2 separate regions of the Mus musculus genome follow, and region 1 is linked to region 2. A link is a contact called in public HiChIP or PLAC-seq data. All regions are on one chromosome and are shown on one strand. Each heading gives the region's core, a stretch centred on a gene start, on an enhancer-like site or on the middle of the called end of the contact. The rest is flanking DNA. Distances are from core to core; before and after follow the strand shown. Region 1 holds the start of Bag6 (BCL2-associated athanogene 6). Region 2 holds the start of Zfp414 (zinc finger protein 414).

Region 1 (3,680 bases), core at 606-3,105, 1.5 Mb after region 2:
CCGGCAGAAATTTTTATAATAAAATACTAAATGTGGGACTGGGGAAGTGGCTCAGCAGTGAGGGTACTTGGCAGATGGCAACCCAAGCTGAAGATCCCCTGGTCCCCACACAGTGAGAGGACACCACATTTCCCTCGGATCTCCACATTTGCACTGTGCTGTTGCAGACGCAGGCCATACACCCCTCCTCCATCCCCGAAAAGTATTTTTAAAAATATTTAACTTCTATTATCCCAGCATCTGGGATGCAGAGGCAGGTGGGTTTCTGTGAGTTACAGGACATCCAGACTTACATAGTGAAATCCTATCTTGGAAAAAAAAAATTCAAAACGTAAATATAGTCTATTAGAGTGACACACAACCCTGCACTGGGTGGTGGTGGGGGGAACATTGTCCTTATGAGTTCCAGGCAATTCAGGGTAACAGTGAGACAGCATGTAAAAGTCTCATCATACAATGCTTACTGGAAGTCTCATCAGTACTGGCATCTAAGAATAAGTGGGGAAGAATGCAGAGAGAGAAAAACTTAACCGTTCAACTCCCTTGGCGGTGGGCCTTTCAATCCCCTTTCTTTTTCTTCCTTCTTTTCTTTTCTATTTTATTTTATTTTATTTTATTTATTTTATTTTATTTGTTTGTTTTTGAGACAGGGTTTCTCTGTGTAGCCCTGGCTGTCCTTGAACTCACTTTGTAGACCAGGCTGGCCTCGAACTCAGAAATCCGCCTGCCTCTGCCTCCCAAGTGCTGGGATTAAAGGTGTGCACCACCACGCCCGGCTTTTCTTTTCCTTTTTTAAAGATTTATTTATTTTATGTATGTGAGTACACTGTCGCTGTCTTCAGACACACCAGAAGAGGGTGTCAGATCTCATTACGGATGGTTGTGAGCCACCATGTAGTTGCTGGGAATTGAACTCAGGACCTCTGGAAGAGCAGACAGTGCTCTTCATCTCTTGAGCCATCTCTCCATTCCCTTGGTCCCTTCTTAAAGTCTTGTCCTTTAATCTGATCCGCAAGGCACCCGTTCTCTTTTCTTTCTTTTTTTCTACAAAGCTCTTAAAAAGCAGCAGAAATGTCTCAAAACCAAAAAATGCAATAGAATTTTTTTTTATCCTTAAACATGGCACTCCCTCGGAGATCTCAATAAACAGGATGCTCAAAGTCTGCAAAGAGCCCAACCGGCCTAATCCCGCCAGGAACTAGAGTCGGGCACAAGCAAACACAGCCCGCGGAACGCCACCAGCCGTCCACGAAAAAGAGTGGCTTCCGGAAGAACAGAAATGATGGGAGGACCAGAGGTCTTGCAGAGTTTTAGGTAGTTAGAATTGTGCCTGTAAACGTCTCTGACCATCAAGATGGGACGTTGATTAACGAGGTGCACTCCACACAAGTCTCACAATTTTTCTCGAGGAAATTACAGCATCTCACTCAGTCATTTTTCTTTAGGCGTTTCCAGTAGCCACCCCGGTCCGGTTGCACTCTGGCGCGCGCAGGGAAGAAACGCACATAGCCGGAGGGGGGCGGGGAAGTACTTAGAGTGTGCGCACGCGTGGCGCCGCTCACGCAGGCGCAGTGCGGTCCCCCGGGCGACGACGGCGGCGGCGGCGGCTCCTCCGGGTGGTCGGCTCCCTCCCATCTCGGCCGGCCCGGGCCCGTCTCGCCCCCCAGAAACTCACTGTTCGGGGCTGTGGACTTTCTCATCGTGCCCCACGAAAGTAAATCGGGGGAGACTGGGGGAGCCGGAAGTACCGCCTCGAGATCCCCCCAAATACGATCGGGGAAACGGAAGTGGCCCTTGGTGCCAGGTTGGGGGAGACCGGAAGTGACGGTACCGTGGGGACGTCGGGGGCGGAGCCACAGGGTGGTGGGCTGTGTATGTGTGTTTGTATGTGTTTGGTCGCGTGTTGGTTAAGTCGTGTTGCTGGAATACCGAGGAGAGGCGGAGGCGGAAGGCGGGGGCGGTCAGCGAGCCCGTCCAGCCTCCCGTGAGTGTCCGCGGTCTTGGGTCGGTGGTGATTTAGGCGGGTTCGATTGTGGTGCTGCGCGTGCGCGAAGCCACTTTTCTCTGCCGAGTCTAGCGCGACCCTCCCCCCACCCCTCGCGTTGTCCTAGGATTTCCCGATCTCTCGGGCGCTTGCTCGGTCGCGACCGGTGATGACACTGGCCTCTGGTCGGTCTCGTGCTTGCTTCCCTGATTCCTAGCCCAACTGGCTCTCCCTATTGTGATTGGCATGGTGGAGCCCCTCCCACCTCTCGTCCTTCATCTCCCTATGCCGTCGATCTCCTACCCTTTGTGTTTCTGTTCCTGTGCCCCCGAATCAAAAAGGGGGGATGAGAAGGAGGATGAATATATCTGCTTGTGTATGAGAAACTTTGAAGGGATTGGGGCGGAGATTGGGTCCAGAGAGGCTTCCGGGTGTATAAAATACAGTGCGACCGACAGCGAACCCCCCCCCCTCGTTCTTCTTTAGAGAGCTGTCGGCCATGGAGCCGAGTGATAGTGCCAGTACCGCTATGGAGGAGCCTGACAGCCTGGAGGTACTGGTGAAGACCCTGGACTCTCAGACTCGGACTTTTATTGTGGGGGCCCAGGTGAGACACCAGTACTTTGTAGAAGGATGCGCCTGATTTTCTTGTCATTGACTCTTTTGTCCCTTACTGGATAGGACATCTGATGTACCTATTGAGTGAGGGGATGTGGTTACTGTTGAGTGAGGCCGATTTGGAGTCTGTCTTCACTTTGACAGAACTCAGTGAAGAGGAAAGTAGAGAGGAGGGATCTATACCTGTTCTGTGCAGACCCCAGCCCAAAGAGACAGACATGACTCTGGCCTTTGGGACCAGACACAACACAGGGGGCACCTTGGACAAGAATGGTGTGTCACAGGGACCTCAGACAAGTTTGGTGTGGGTTTTTTTTTTTTTTTTTTAAACAGAGTGTTCACAGCTTGGTACTATTTTTATAAGATTAAGGAAACCTGCTTTCATCCACTGTGAAGTAGACTTGTCAATAGCTGAGGCATGGTTTGAGCCTCCTGACCTTAGTGCACTGTGGCCACTGCATAATTCTTTGAGACAACCACCATGAGGAGGTCATTTTTGTGGTTTTTAAAGCAGATATTTAAAAAGCCACATAGACTTTTGTCTGTAGGTACATGTGATAGTTAATTTGGCCCTACCAAGAATTACTTAATGTCTTTCCGGGAGGTGGGCACAGGATCTCCTATAGCCCAGGCTAACTTTGGCCTCTGACCACTGTGCCTTCGTCGTCTATGTGGTCGTCTATGTGCTAGGATTATATGCACTATAACAGAGGACCACATCTGACTTGGCTTGGTCCTTTTTTTCTTACATAGTGAAATGTCTTAGAACTGATGGTCTTGTACTCATGATCCTCCTGTCTCTGCTTTCCAAGCTTGGAATTTCAGTTGTATGCTATTGCTATTTTTGGTTTGTTTGTTCTTTTTTTCCACCTTCCCTTATTTTTATTTATTTATTTATTGCATGTATGTGGTTCTGATGGGTACTGAACCTTGGACCTAGCACAGAGCACTTACTACTGAACCGTATATTGTGTGTTCCTTTCTGACCTTTGTTAGTTATCTTTCCAGACCCTGCCTCCCAACCCCATGGTGGTAATGGTTGTTTTGGGTTGTGTGTATTTTTGGTTTCTTTTAGAAG
Region 2 (3,288 bases), core at 110-2,609:
CCTTTAATCCCAGCACTCGGGAGGCAGAGGCAGGCAGATTTCTGAGTTCGAGGCCAGCCTGATCTACAGAGTGAGTTCCAGCCAGGGCTACACAGAGAAACCCTGTCTCGAAAAAACAAAACAAAAGAAAGAAAGAAAGAAAGAAAGAAAGAAAGAAAGAAAGAAAGAAAGAAAGGAAGGAAGAAAGGAAGCCCTACAGGACTCACCCAAGTTCTCTTTCTGACCTCCATACCAACATCTTTATTCTGTTTCAATAGTGCAGAGGTCTCGCCCTTGCTTACGAAAGGGGAGCTTGCTCTTTGCCAGCTCAGGACATCTGCGCCAGCTTGCTGTAGTGCTCTGCTTCTGTAGGCATCAAGGCACAGCTCAAGTCACCCCCTTAGACAGGCTTCCCTGACTCCTCATTTCACATCAGTTTTGTTTGTTTTCTTATCTCCTAGGATAGATCCAAGATCATTTTTCTGCTGTTGTTGATTTATTGTCTCTCCATTTTCTTGGTTGACTAGAGACTCCCAAGAGCAGTACTAAGTTCCTGGCACATAGGATGCACTTAAGGAAAGTAGGGTGGGCAGGCGACCTCTCAGTAGTAGTGCACTTGGGATTCATTTTCACACCTCTCGACCTGTGGAATTTGCTTGTTCCTGAAGATCCATTAGTTAGAGTGTTTCTCACATTGGGCTATTACAACAGATTCGTACTTGCTGCACACTGGATGTGCTGAAAATTTTATGGTGCTTGCTAGGAAGATGGGTCTGTGCAGACACAAGGGACCAGGGTTCAAACCCACAATCATGTAAATGAGAAAGAGTTTGGATCTCTAGCCCTCCCTGTGAGGCATAGCAGCTTCCTGTAATCAGGGCCCTTTGGAGGTGGACACAGGAATCTTCTGACAAGTAAGTTAGCTAGCTAGGTGGGAACTGGTGAGCTCCAACTTCAGTGAGAGATGTTGCCTCAGTGAATGAAGTGGAGAGCAATGAAGGAAGACAATGTCTACCTTGGACCTCCGCTCTTACCTGCTCACATCTGTGCATATACATATTCATTTGTACGTGTATGTGTACAGAGCTAAGGATGTGGCTTGCTTTGTAGAGAGTTTGCCTAGCATATATGAAAACTCTGGGTTTGATACTCAGTACCACCTAAAACCTGGTGTATTGGCATCTAAGTTCAAGGTCAACTTCTGTGTAAGGCCAACCTGGGCTATAAAAGTGGGGAGGGGAAGAGCTTTTGTCAGTTTTCTCTGAAATTTAAGACCAATCAAAAGCAGACCTTCTCTGTTTCTGTATAAGAGCTGCAGTGTAGTCTCAGGCCCCTCCTTCTAGAGAAGCGCCCAGAATTAGGCCACACCCCATGTCTCGCGAGATCTGAGAAGCGGGAAAATGGCGCCGATGTGAGCGAGAGACCGTGTCGCCGAGGAAGACGCCCCTGCTGGAGCCAGAGCCTCCGAAGGCACGGGAACCAGAGGTGTAACTGAGTAGAGGATGGTGAGCGCAGCACCCCGCACGCGGACGCGGAAGAGCAGCGGGACTGACAGGGAACGGTCCTGCCGCGCGCCCCCCTCCAGCTGACCCCGCCCCCACATCCGGGTCCCCGCCCGCCTCTGACTGTCACTTAGCTTTCGTCCAGCCCTGAAGGCCGGGCCACACCCACTCTCCTAGAGTTCAGTCCCTAAATTTAACACGTATTGGCTCAGAGCGTCTATCTGCTCAGCTCTAGCTTAGCCAGTATTCCCCATCATCACACGATCCACTGTAGGCCCTCCAGCATTTCCTAGTTGCTCCTCTAGGCCACACCTCCGCCCCTAGTGCCTCTCCTGCCAAAATTGAGGAAGGGATGTTAATGCTGCTTTTTTATGCATAATCCCTGATAACTCCTGCAATTGGAATTAGGAGACAGTAGCTCGGTCTGCCCTTATCTCCCGTATCTTGCTGGTGACTCAGAAAGTGGAATGACTGGGTAATATCTGGTGAGTGTTGAAGGAGTCTGTCTTGTGGACCTTTGTAGTAGAAGGGCATCTGTCTGACCTAGGGATCCCAGCCTGATTTTAGCCACTTCTTGCACCAGGAGGAACCATCCAGGCCCAGCTCGGACACGCTGACCACTGTAGAATCCAGCTCCGGTGAGCCAGACAAGGAGGTGGCATCTCCAGATGGGGCAGCTCCAGCCACTTTTTCCTCCGTGGAGGAGCCCAGCCCTAACCCAACAGCCATGCCACCAGTGTGGGACCATGGAGGACCTCTGCAGCAAGTTGCCTATCCAGCCTCAGACAGTTGCCAGACTGGCTCAACCAACACAGGCGTGGGGACCAATGAGGACCTTCGGTTGCCCAGACGCCGTCCACCGCCAGGTTATCTGTGGACCTTTCTGGGGAGTCACATGCCTTTGATAGGGCTGAGATGGTGCAAGACAAGGAATCACCTTTTATCCCATTGCGGGGGTGGGGGGGTGGGGTGGGGGGTGGTCTTCACCATTTACTGAGCACCTTGTCAATATGTCAGGTGTGGCTCCAGAGATGAACTAAACCAATCCAGCCCTTCCGGGCAGTTTATTCTGACAGTGGCTGGGTGGGGAGTAATCAAGGCTTTTGGGTAGGTCAGTAAGGAAGAGAGTAATGACACCCATTCGTTCCTGCAGGGAAACAAATACCCTGCTCTAGCCCCGGCTGCTGCCTCAGTTTCCCCAGTGTTCGTGATCTAGCACAGCATCTCCGTACCCACTGCCCACCCACACAGTCACTGGAAGGTAAGATGAGGGTTGCTGATAGTGAAGCAGATAGGCAGAGCCCCCCCCCCCAGAGTTAGTCTTAACCACCCCACTCCACATCTGCACTTTATCCCTACCAGGCAAACTCTTCCGATGCTCCGCGCTGAGCTGCACTGAGAGTTTCCCCAGCATGCAGGAGCTGGTAGCCCACGGCAAGCTGCATTACAAGCCCAACCGCTACTTCAAGTGAGAGCCTGACCATCCCCCTCTTTCAATTCCCAGATCTTTAGTGCTTCTTAGTGTGTGTGGAGGAAGGGTGGGTTGAAGTATGAGTGTGGCCTGGGAAACCAGCTCCAACCATGCATGGAAAACAGATGGGAATTAAGTCATTCTGGCTACGGGCTCAGTTTGGAGGTGCAGGGTATACATGCCGTGGTTCCGTCCAGTTCTACCTCATGTCTTATGTGGAAAACTGGCACTTAAGTAAAACCAAACTTGAGATTCTGAGCTGGAAAGGTCCAGAAGAATTAAGACTACAGTAAAGGAGGGCCTGTAGGCCAAGCTCCTTTACTTTGTGTGCAGTAC

The links. HiChIP or PLAC-seq counts read pairs in DNA pulled down with a chosen protein or histone mark.
Region 1: a contact with region 2 is called in a FOXA1 HiChIP or PLAC-seq map of pancreatic cancer cells. The contact joins the promoter of Bag6 here to the promoter of Zfp414 in region 2. A contact is called at or near these places in 1 of 39 promoter capture datasets (neutrophils) and 1 of 115 datasets of contacts at active chromatin or transcription factors (pancreatic cancer cells).

The regions. Positions count from the first base shown.
Region 1 is chr17:35,133,645-35,137,324 of GRCm38.p6, forward strand. It overlaps Bag6 (BCL2-associated athanogene 6), which reads left to right and starts at 1,856. Exons shown (of 26, transcript NM_001372261.1): 1 at 1,856-1,984; 2 at 2,471-2,591. The coding sequence starts at 2,484.
Region 2 is chr17:33,627,733-33,631,020 of GRCm38.p6, forward strand. It overlaps Zfp414 (zinc finger protein 414), which reads left to right and starts at 1,360. Exons shown (of 6, transcript NM_026712.3): 1 at 1,360-1,484; 2 at 2,065-2,347; 3 at 2,635-2,742; 4 at 2,844-2,949. The coding sequence starts at 1,482.